Regions from separate parts of the Rattus norvegicus genome. Here region 2 is linked to region 1. The links are chromatin contacts, called in public Hi-C maps. All regions are on one chromosome and are shown on one strand. The core of a region is the stretch at or near the end of the contact, and the rest is flanking DNA. Distances in the headings are between cores, read along the strand shown.

What was found. Hi-C and Micro-C count contacts between places; a contact is called where the count stands out from the background.
Region 2: a contact with region 1 is called in a Hi-C map of Schwann cells, with 4 times the contacts expected there. The contact joins the promoter of Pnpla1 here to the promoter of Slc26a8 in region 1. A contact is called at or near these places in 2 of 12 Hi-C or Micro-C datasets (the A7r5 cell line and Schwann cells).

What each region holds. Positions count from the first base shown.
Region 1 is chr20:6,746,752-6,753,028 of GRCr8, forward strand. It overlaps Slc26a8 (solute carrier family 26 member 8), which reads right to left and starts at 4,433. Exons shown (of 20, transcript NM_001107614.3): 1 at 2,685-4,433. Mapk14 (mitogen activated protein kinase 14) reads left to right here and starts at 4,608. Exons shown (of 12, transcript NM_031020.3): 1 at 4,608-5,043. The coding sequence starts at 4,928.
Region 2 is chr20:6,915,369-6,921,095 of GRCr8, forward strand. It overlaps Pnpla1 (patatin-like phospholipase domain containing 1), which reads left to right and starts at 4,321. Exons shown (of 10, transcript NM_001191841.2): 1 at 4,321-4,978. The coding sequence starts at 4,774.

The DNA of each region.
Region 1 (6,277 bases), core at 3,183-5,682:
TAGCTCTGGCTGTCCTGGAACTTGTGTAAAGTAGGCTGTCCTTGAATACCAGAGATCCACTTGCCTCTAACCCCCACGAACCAGGGTTAAAGGCATTTGACACAGCACCTGGCCTTTTTTTTTTTTTTAATTACTATTTAAGTCAGGCCAGCCAGAACCTTACTATTGCATCAGAGGATAACATTGGCCTCCTGTTCTTCCTGCCCCCACCTTGGATAACAGGTAAGTAAGTACCACCATGTCTGATTAATAATCCAATGAGGGGACTTGAGAGCTGGCTCAGCTGTCCCTGCAAACAAGAAGACCAGGGTTTGGGTCCTGCCATTGACATGGTGGCTCACAGCCGTCTGTAGCTTCTGTCTCCCTGGATCTGACGCTCTCCTCTGACCTCTGCATGCACCAGGCATGTACACGTGCACAGACTAAGAGATAAAGCATTCTGACCACTTTCCTCCTCAGTGCTAAAGGTTCAGGGCGAAGTCATCTCCCAACTCCTCCTTGGAATGCAGCAGGGAAGACACCAGCATCTCCCCAGTGCAGAGCCTGAGGGGGGAGGGAGGGGAGGGGGGAGGGAGGGGAGGACCACCCGTGGTTAGCCCCCACCCCTCCCCAGGCTTTACACTGGGGAGGCGCAGGCATCTTCCTCTCTGACAGGTGTAAGGAGTTCCTCAGTGAGCCACAGTGAGTCAGCACGGCCACAATTCAGGCCCTATCCCCTGTAAAACAGGTTCCTGTCTTAAAATCACATGACCTAGAGAAACACCAAGGACCCCAGCCTGGGGAAAGGTCAACTCCTGGAGAAGGTGGGCTGAGACACGTGGGGGGGGGGGAAGACTAGGTATTTCAGGGACAGGATTCAACACAATTAGAGATGATATAAGAAAAATAATTAAAAACATCTGAGTGACATCAACTTTAAACTGAGAGAAGGGAGGAGGGGGAGAGAGAAAGGGGCAAAGGAGGGGGGAAAGGAGGGGGGAAAGAAGAGGGAGGTTTAAAAGTGATCCTAGAGGAGGGCTGGTGAGCCAGCTCTGCCTGCCAGCAAGCCTAACAGCCCTGGGACCCACAAGGTGAAAGGAGAGAAACCGACTTCCACAAGTAGTCCTTGGACCTGCACCGGGCAGTGTGGCCTGCATCGATGACCACACACACAAAATAAACAAACTTTAAAAACAAAAGCCTGTTCCTAAAGGGAGCCGAGTGTGGTTGCACAAGCCTGTACCCTTGGCACTTGGGACACGAGGCGGGAGGATCAGGGAGGGTTCAAGCCTCTGTTACACATCCAGCTTGAGGTAAACCCAAGCTGTATGAGATTCTCTATCAAGGCAAACAAACAAAACCACAAACCAAATAAAAATCATCTCCTGAGTAACTATTTCTGGGGCAGTCCAAAGTGTGTTAAGAAGCTGGGGAAGCCTAGTGAAGTGTTGTACACCTTGAATCCCAGCACTCCAGGGACAGAGGCAGGCGGATCTCTGAGTGCTGGGCTGACAGCCACAGTGAGAGCCTGTCTAAAACACAGAAAGAGAAGCAGCAGCGGAGAACTGGGGCCCTGACCAGAGCAGCACGAAGGGTGCCACAGTGTACACCACTCATCTTTCTTGTCTGCTGTTGATTTTGAGACAGGATCTCATGGAGCATAGCGGGCTTTGACATCGCCTTCCTCCTGCCCCCGTCTACCCAGTGCTGGGTTATAGGTGTTGAAAGAGCCGTATCTCTCGCTCCATGAGCAACCTTTATGAAACTCTAGTTCTACATACAGTGTGTGCCACCACACATGCCTTAATTCTTTTGTTTTTTTCCTTCCTGCGCTGGAAATCCATCTGAGGGCCTAACATGAAAGGCTGCTGTCTTCTGAGCTGTAGTCCCTGTCTTTATCTCCCTCTGCTAAAAATACTCGAAAATAGAAGCATGTTAACCCAGCTCTTTCACTACTGCTGCCTTCAGCCATCCACCTGTCCATCTGTCTGTCCGTCATTTATCCATTTGCAGATCATTTACAGAATCTCTAATTGGAATATTTTACATGCAAAAAAATGTAACTTGATTTATAAAATGTTGACCCAACGGGCAGGAAACCCAGAAAATTAGTTAAGGTGCAAGAATTTTTTTTTTTACCTGATTTAAGTCCTCTTTCACGTGCTTCCTAAAACCATAAAACAAAACTCACTTCCAACTAAAGCCCTCCTTAATGCTATACAGCATGATACCAAGGGGCTGTGTTGGAGAGACATTCATGACTGGCTTGAGGGAGGACCCAAACCACAGTCCCTAAGGACCAGAAGACACAGAAGGGGGCGGAGGGGGGTAGGGTTCAGCCAGAGAAAACAAAATGAGCAAAACAGTAAGGGTAAGCAAAAGGGGCTCTGAGCCTAGGACACGATAGGGTGGAAGTGTGGCAAGGCCCACAGTCCAGTCCCTTCAGCTGCTGATAACACAGGGGCGAGTTTGAAAGGATCCAGTGTGCAAAGACCATCTTGTCTCTTGCCAGTGCTGTCTCTCACGCAGCCTCTCTATAGGAGACACAAGTTCCAGGGACCACCGCCATTCATTCATTTATTCATTCACTCATTCATTCCAGGGACCACCGCCATTCACTCATTCACCCACTAGTGCTTGGGACTCTCCTAGCTCTGCAGGTGACCCAAGCAGCCATGCTACGGGAGGCGGCAGGCAGGGCTCACCTGGTTTCCGGTGACCGGCAGGAGCGCAGACGCTGGGGACAGACTCGGCTCCAGCCTGGCTGGCGGCGGTGCTGCGGACGCAGAGGCCGGCAGTTCCCGAGCCGTTGCTGCAGAACCCGCCGGCGTTCCGGCTGTGCGGGTGACGGGCGAGGACGGCATCTGGGCGAGGAGAAGGGGTCTCTGGCTGCCCTCCACAGACCTGGGCCGGGACCCTTCGGATCTTCCAGAAACAGGCACGAGAATAGGAGTTCCCGGTCCTCCTGCTCCGCGTAGGGGTGGGTGGATGTGAGTTCTTACGGGTCTAACTTTCCCCGTTCACTTTTATTATCTTTTTCTCGGCTTCTACGGAAGATTCCACTAGGTGGGAATGGAGGGCTGGGTTTCCCTCGTGGAGACTAGAACCGGGGCCTAAGGAAGCTCAACAGACTTGTCTTAATAAATGTCCGAAGCCCTCGTCGTTTCCCCAAACTTCCAAAGGCGTGGATTCTTTAAATTTCTCATGAATTATGTCTTTAAAATCCTCTCAATTTAAGTTCTTTTTTTTTTTTCTTCTTTTTTTTTTTTTTTTTAAAGATTTATTTAGCCGTCTTCAGGCACACCAGAAGAGGGCATCAGATCTCATTACAGATGGTTGTGAGCCACCATGTGGTTGTTGGGAATTGAACTCAGGACCTCTGGAAGAGCAGTCAGTGCTCTTAACCACCGAGCCATCTCTCCAGCTCCCTCAATTTAAGTTCTTAAAATTCTCCCAATTTTTCCTTTAAATTTCTAAATTTTGGATGGTTCTAAATTGGCAGGAGTCGGTCTCGAACCGGAGTCATGGGCTTTGGGGTGTTCCAGATATGGTCTCATAACAGCCCAGGCAGGTCTCTTAACTACTCACTATATAGCAGAGGCTGGTCTCCTGGTCTTTCCAAACGCTGGAATTACAGGCTACGTAAATCTAAATAAATACATCAAATATATGAGAAGGGTCTCTTGGTCTTTCCAGATGCTAGAATCACAGGCTGTATAAATCTAAATAATTCAGTAAATAAATAAAATCAAATACATGAGACGGGTCTCCTGGTCTTTCCAAACGCTGGCATTACAGGATGTGTACATCTAAATAAGTAAAATAAATGAGAAACTTTCCTGAAATGGAATGACCTACCTGCAGAGAGAGAGAGAGAGAGAGAGAGAGAGAGAGAGTGTGTTTCCCTTCCAGTCATGGGTATCGAACCCAGGGCCTTGCAAACGCAGGTCTCAGCCTCAAAGTGGCCATTCCTGACGTCCACCTCTGACCTTGTGCATCGGACTCCCTAGTGGGTCCCTGGAACCTCCTCCTACACCTTCCACGGTGGTTCTTCTGGTGAGGACATTTAGAAGCTGCTAGGAGCGTCCGGCGGGAGGGAGAGCCTGGGCTTTGAGACCGGGTTAATGTTTGCCTGGGTGGGGAGGGGGACAGGTTTCATCAGCGTCCCGAGATAAGCCACGCGTCCTTGAGCGGATGGGAACGCAACAGCTTTCTGGACAGGGCCAGTCTGCTCTTGCAAATCTTTCTTGGAAATCGCCGGCTCCGGTGAGCAGGTGGCTCGGAGCTCAAAGACCGCTTGGCTCTCTTTCCCCCCCCCGACGCCGTCCCAGTGGTTTTCCGCCACGGCGCCGGGCATTCGCCGGTCCGACCACAGAGAGGCGCGCGCGGCCTACGCTGCGGTCCGCCCCCACCCTCGGCGCCCCCCGGGAGCAGAGTCTCCCCTAGAGTTCCTGCCTCAGCTCCCGGAGCCGTGTCTCTCTTCTCGCGAGATCTTCCCGTCCCGCGCGCTCTTCTCGAGCACCCCCGCCCCACGGGCAGGTTCCATATTGGGTAAGATCTCGGCTCGCGGAGCTGTTCTCGCGAGAGTCCTGCTAGAGCCTCCCCGGCCGCTGCCTGCGGGGAGAGGGGGGAGATCGCGGCCACTGGAGCCCGAGCGGGCGCTAGAGCGCGAGCGGCTGTCGCGCAGCGTCGGCGTGCGCTCCCCAGGGAGCGGCTGCAAGGGGACCGCGGCGGGAGCTGCGTCGAACCGTGCAGCCGGCTCCCGCTCGTTGCCGAGGCTCGTAGGTGCCGCCGCGGCTGACAGGAGCCGTGGGTCGCAGCCTCCACACCTGCGCGGGCGCGGGGTCGGGTCTGCCGCGGGCGAGCGAGAGGGCGCAGAGGAGAGCGTGCGGCTGCAGGCAGGGGCCCTCGCTCGGCCACCTCGTCGCCGCGCTGCCGCCGCTGGAAGATGTCGCAGGAGAGGCCCACGTTCTACCGGCAGGAGCTGAACAAGACCGTCTGGGAGGTGCCCGAGCGATACCAGAACCTGTCCCCGGTGGGCTCGGGAGCCTACGGCTCGGTGTGGTGAGTGTCGCCGGGCTTGGGGTTGGGGGCGGGGGTGGGAGGGAACGTGGTGGAGCAAGCAGGGTGGCCCTGCATGCCTGAGCGCCAGGCCTGTCCCCACAGCTCAGCGATGCGCCCAGCGGCAGGAATTCTCCTGCGGGCGTGTCTTGGGGGTGCAGGGGGCAGTTGGAGCGGGACGTGTCCTGCACCCCTCGCCCTGCACACTCAGGTGGGTGGGGAACCGTGTGCGGGATCGGGTCAGCCGTGGGCGCGGTGTGATGGGGCTCCACCCTGTGCTCTCCATGCTCGCAAGATCGTTCCTCCCGGGGGTCCCTCTGCAGCCGTGCGGCCTCTGGACCCTGCCTCCGGGTACCGCCACTTGGCACGCAGGAGCCCTGCCCCGGGGAGCGGGCGAGCTGGGCGCAGCTCCGGCGAGGAGCAGTAGGTCAAAGCCTGACCCGGGGACTGCGGTCACCTGAACGAAACTTGCAAGAAAAAGCGCTCCCTTTCCCGGAATTTTTTTTTCTCTTTCTCAGTTTTTCCCTCCCATTTAACCATTTTTGCAAGCTTCGGTCGAAAAACCCAGAATCGGGAAACGTTCTTTTGGGATTCGCACCTGAATTAGCAGCACCCCGAAGGGCTTAAAATAATACCGACTTTATCTCGGGGACCGCGGGGTGCCAGCTTGCCGTGGTGTGTTTCCGATTCGGTTGAAAGCGTATTTCCTTTTCGGGGAGGGAGGGTGGCAGTGCCTGCAAGGACGCTCCAGCTCTCAGCTTAGTCACACAGCGCTGCTCAGTTCAGTATTGTTTGACAAAACCAGTTTTCCATACGGAGCCAGAGTGGTTCTGATCTGTTGGGCGCCCCTCAAAGATCAAAAAGGTGGGACCGAGTGCTGGAGTTGTAAATGGTTTTTAATTGGGATGCTTTTCTTTCTTTAAGCCCCTTAGAAGATTTGCAGGGGGCTTTAAGCTTGTAAGCACCGAGGCACATGGGGGTTTTTCGGGAGAACCTGGCCGCAGAAAACGATGCCTTTCAGCTTTCATTAACACTTCGGCTTTTTGTTTGAGTTCGTTTGAGACAGAGTCTCACTATGGATGGCCCTGTCTGGCCTGAGCCTCAGTGGCTAGACCAAAGCCTGGCCTGGAACTCAACAAATTTTGTCTCCTGCCAGCGCTGAGAATAAAGGCATTTGCTACCACACAAGGCCCTGGGAGCAGGTTTCAGATTAAATTTATACAGTCAAAGGTCCACT
Region 2 (5,727 bases), core at 3,071-5,570, 170 kb after region 1:
TTGTGGGTGGCACAGCCCCATGGCCCAGGGTGGAAAGCAGAAGGGACCAGATCGCTAGATTTATCTCCTTGCTTCCTGACTGCGGTGTGACCAGCCACCCCTATCCTGCCCAGAGCCTTCCCCACCTCGATGGGCCATACCCTCAAAACACCCTCCCGAAGTCGTTTTCCTATGTTTTTCTTTGGGAGTCCATACGTAGTTCATTGTCTTCAAGACTACAGTGTGGATTCCTCTCCCAGAGAAGGGAGGCAGGGGACTGTCAATCAGGTGCAGGCTTGTCATTTTCGTACACTGCTGCTCAAGCTCCTGGTTGCCCCATGTGTAGATCAGAGAGAACACTACAAATGGCGGTGGCGCCACGCGCAGGATGCGCTCACAGAGAGCACCTTGGGGATGCCTTTGCTGAAAGAGTTCGCGCTGCTCAAAGGGCGACCAGCTGTAGGAGATCAGGTGCCGTATCCGCGTTGGGTTCCCAAACTTGCGGCCCACGGTGGTGGTGTCCCTCTACCTCCACCTCTCATGTTGCTGAGAGGCCAAACCTACTCCATCTTGAGACCCGCCTCCAGATGCTTACCCGGATGGACGCTCCCCCATTCGCCTCTATTTCCTATAAAGCCTTGGCCCAATGAGAGTTCCGGGCTGCTTCAACTGAACCATCCTGTGGTTCAGCGGAGGCTAAGCCCAAATTCGATTTTATAAGACCCTAATGCGATTGCATCGGAATCGGCTCCTTGGTAGTCTTTTGGGGTTCACAAACACTTCCTGTCAAAGCAGCTAGGGAAGTCACCAAAACACACACTTCCCCTGTACCATGACAATGTTCTATGAGGTGCTAATTGTTTTCTCCTTTGTTACAACTTAACTAGGCACAATAGTATTTTAAAACTCCTGAGTTTGGGCACGTGAGATGACTTTGTGGGCAAAGGCGCTTGCGGCCAAATCCAAGGTCCAGAGTTCAATTCCTAGGTCTCACGTGGTGGAAAGATAGGCTCTGATAACACCAAAAGGAGCTGGGGGAGGAAAGAGTTAATTTGGCAGCCATTACAATGTAGCAATGTACCAAGGAAGAAGCCTTGGCAGGAACTGGGAGGCAGGATTTAATGACTCCTCCTCCCCTCCTGCTCAGCTTCCTTTCTTACACAACCCAGGCCTGTGGATCTGCCCAGGGATCACAGGGTACATTGGGCTGCACCTTCCTACATCGATTGACAATGGAGAAAATGTCCACAGACATGCCCACATGCCGGCATAATGGGAGCAATCCTGTTTGGTTTTTTGTTTTGGGAGACAGGGCTCTCTGCGTAGCCCTGGCTGTCCTGAAACTCGCTCTGTAGACCAGAGCTGTTGGGTTTGGAGCTCAGAGATCCACCTGCCTCAGCCTCCTAGGTGCTGGGAGTAAAGGCGTGGGCCAGATTGGGGGGGGTCTTTTTCTTCTTTTTACATTTCAACGATTTATTTATTTTATGCGTGTGACTACACTACAGTGTCTCTGTCTTCAGACACACCAGAAGAGGGCATCGGATCCCATTACAGATGGTTGTGAGCCACCATGTGCTTGCTGGGATTTGAACTCAGGACCTCTGGAAGAGCAGTCAGTGCTCTTAACTGCTGAGCTGTCTCTATCCCTGGGGTCAGTTCTTAACTGAGGTTTCCTCTTAGCGTTTAAGTCAAGGTGAGAGCTGAAAGCAAGAGTCTACTTCAGAAAATTATTCTGTGATCTCCACATGTGCACACAGCTTGAACACAAACACACACACAAACCGTATTATCTTTGTGCTTACTTGTTTGTTTTGGGACAAGACCGGGTTATGTAGCATTGCCTGACCTCAAATTCCTAAAGGTCCACCTGTTTCTGCCTCCCAAGTGCTGTCTGGCATTAAAGGCGTTGCACACCATGCCCAGCTTAAAAAACATACAAGGATAATATTTTAAATTCATTCTTATTTTCTGAGTATGGCTGGTGTGCCTGCGTGTATACCGTGTGTATGTAGTGCCCCTAGTGGCCAGAAGAGGGCACCAGATCCTCAAAAACTAGATTTACAGATGGTTTAAGTCCCCCCCATGTTGGTGCTGGGATTTGAACCCAGGTCCCCTGCAATAGAAGCAAGTGTTTCTAACTGCCAAGCGTCTTTCTAGCACCCAAATCATACGATGGATGGATGGACAAACAGACAGATAAAATCTTCAACCAGTGTCCTCACCTGTGCCCCAGTTTCTCGGTCTGCCACAGGCACCCTGCCTCTCCCTAGCCCCAGGCAGAAAACCAAGCATTATCTATGAATCACCTTGCTCACCTAGCCAGTCCCACAATCTGACACTCTGTGGCAATAGCTTCGCTGACTCATCCTCCAGCTATCCCCTGGCCTGGCCACCCGGACTTCCTGCATCACTTCCCCTCCCTTCCAGGACTCCCCAGCTGGGGTGTTCTCCAAGCCCGCTGTGTTCCACTGGGAGATCCGAGGTCACGCATCTCCCTGACCTTACCATTCTCTTCTACAGACTCTGGATCCATCTGCTTCAGAAACCTTGGACTCCATTGTCCTCTGATACTGGCAGGCATGTTGTCCTATAACCTGTTGTTCTATAACCCCTGCTAAACTTTGGAATTACCGCCTGTTTTGCAAAGAGGGGAAAATCCAAATGTATTGTGCGGTCCTACTGCACGTAAATAGCAGTAAATCGCCAGGGGGTGAACCCGTTCTCTCTGACCCCAAGACTCCCTCCCATGCCTCTGAGCCCAGCATGCCTCCCCTCCCAAGGAAGCCCATAGCTGTCCCCTGCCCTGCCTGCTCTCCCTCCCCCTTTACTCCTCCTGGGGCAATCTAGCCTTGAACAATGTAGTAGTTAATTACAGGGCTCCTCGGATGGCTCTCTGGTGACTTCACATTCGCTTGTCAGACTCCCAGGAAGCCAGTTAGTATCTGGTCTCTGGGAGTTGAGGCTGGAGCTGACTGGGACTAGGAGAGAGGCGGCTTGGTGTCTCAGTTCTAATTCTGGTCCTGCTGTCATTGGGTGATTGGTGATGGTGATGGCTGTGATGGCTGTGATGGTGGAGGGGGAAAGGGAGGAGGAAGGGGAGGAGGGGAAGAAGGCAACTAAGAAAGCTTTTGCTGCCTTAGAGATCTGCAGTGACATTTTTAGGTGGTGAGGAAATTTCCTCCTCTCCAGGAGTCATGCCCTACAGCCCCTAGAGCTAACCCTGGTCCCCAAGCCCCTGTCACTTACCAAAACACCTCTCTGATCCTGATGTCCCTACAGGAGACCTCATGACCCCACCCTACCCCCATTCACAAGCTGTTTTGGACCATTTTGGAATGGTCCAGCTCTCTGCTCTCTTCCCTCCTGTACACATAAGGGACGCTCGCCAGCCGGAGCGATGGCTCAGGGCTTGATGCTCTCCCTGAGGACCTGGGTTCAGTTCCCAGTACCCACAGCTGCCTGTGATTCCTGCTGCAGGGCATCCAATGCCCCCTTCTGGCCTCTGGAGCTGGCACAGAGGCCACGGACAGGCAAGAGGGCATGGACCAGGCCAGGGATGAGGAGGTGGAGTGAGAGGTGGGAAGGAGGCTGGAGACTACTGGCTGGTTATTGACAGAAGCTGGGAAGAGGAACCCTCATTACCTCCATCAAATAGGCCTGCGCACAAGTCTGTCCGGTATTGTCTTGATTAATGATTGATGGGAGCGGGCCCCGCCCACTGTGGGCGGGGCCGTCCCTGGGCAGGTGGCCCAGGGTTATGTAAGAGCAGGCTGAGCTAGTGATGGGGAGTAAGCCGGCAAGCAGTAAGCAGCGTTCTCATGGCCTCTGCATCAGTTCCTGCCTCTCTGCCCTGACTTTCCCTCATGATGAACCTTAAACTGTGAGCTGAGATACCCCTTTCCTTCCCCAAGTTGCTTGTGGTCACCGTGTTATCAATGGAAAGCAAACCAGGCAGTCACCCAGAGCCAAACTCTTGTTAGTTTTTGCCCAGTTTTGTGCTAAGGTAAGAATAGAGAGGAGCGGGGTTGGGGATTTGGCTTAGTGGTAGAGCGCTTGCCTAGGAAGCGCAAGGTCCTGGGTTCGGTCCCCAGCCCCGGGGGGTGGGGGGGGAGAATAGAGAGGAGCTTGTGTAAGACCTTTCCAGAGTCTGAGGAGGGTGAGGAAGGAGCATGGGGGCGATATGAGTTGCTCCTCCCCATTGAAAGCCAAAGCCTTGCTTGGGGGCGGGGGGGGGGTGGGATGGGACACACACACACACGCACACACACACACACACACACACACACACACACACACGGACTGGGGGCGTGGCGACTAGGGGCGTGGCATGTAACTCAGTCCCCAGTCAGTGAGGGAGGTACAGGGAGAGGCAGAGATTTTGCAACTGGATGCTAAGGGCTGAAAGGCGCCGCCTCTGTGGACACGGCCCAGAGCAGGGAGCAGGGAATGCCTCGCTCCAGAGTGCGCCCAGGATGGGTGGAGAGCGCTGAAGAGCCTGCGCCCCGCTGTGAGTCTAGCTAGGTCATGAAGTCAGCATGGGGTCTGCAGGACCACGCCCCTGCCCATGACTCTGAGAACTGTCTACATTTCATCCAGGACCTGGGGTCCCTTATCAGGCCTTCAGGGGTGTCTCTCAGCAGAGCTCAACAGGCCCAGGCAGTGGCTGGATGAACCACCCGTGGGTGCCTGGCTGGGCCGGTACATTCCCGGCTCTTGACTGACAGGGAAGGAGAGACTGAGCCAAGGCAGACAGGTGTAGGTTTTTCCTCCGCTGGGAGGCCAGAGGCCCCAAAGATGGACGAACAGGTGTTCAAAGGAGACCCAGACACCCCTCATTCCATCTCCTTCTCCGGGAGCGGGTTCCTGTCCTACTACCAGGCTGGGGCCGTGGATGCTCTGCGAGATCTGGCCCCTAGGATGCTGGACACGGCTCATCGCTTTGCAGGGACGTCAGCTGGCGCCGTGATTGCAGCCTTGGTCATCTGCGGGATTGAGATGGGTAAGACCTTTACTCTGGTGTCTCTGAAGGGGGCTGCTGGAGGGACTCCTCAGAGCAGACCGTGTCCAACTTGGAAGTGCACTGGGGGGGTTAAAGCCAAGCTTGACAGCCAGGGTAGCTCCCCCTTCGCACGCACACGCACACGCACGCACGTATGCACGCACGCACATCCAAGCATGCGCTTTTCCTCTTCCTCCTGTGCTGGGCCAGACCACTATAGTCTGGTCATGAGGAGTGAGGCTGGGTGATGTTTTTTCTTGTTTGTTTTTTTTTTTTTGGTTCTTTTTTTTCGGAGCTGGGGACCGAACCCAGGGCCTTGCGCTTCCTAGGTAAGCGCTCTACCACTGAGCTAAATCCCCAGCCCCTTTTTTCTTGTTTTTTAAATGCAAGCACTGCCCCCTCTTCTTAGTGAGGAAGGGGCTCTCAACATGCAAACCCTGAGGACTGAGGAGAAGCTGGGAACAGACAGTGAGGCACAGTGTGGGAGCTTCAGCTTCAGTGGTGGGCCGGAGACCACAGGGCTGACCCAGGGCTCTGAGCAACAGCCTCCTTGTCCTAACAGTGTAGAGCACGGGCCCAGCCACCCCGACCCGCTCAAGGCCAGGCTGTAATGTAGAACCCCTGTGGAGCTGAAGTTCTAGAACATTCTAGAGAGAAAAGACAGATAACAAACTTCCAAATGGAGAGGTCTCTCGTGTCATGAGGGATGGGGTCTGCAAACAAACTGCAGCTGTCTGGGGCTGAAGCGG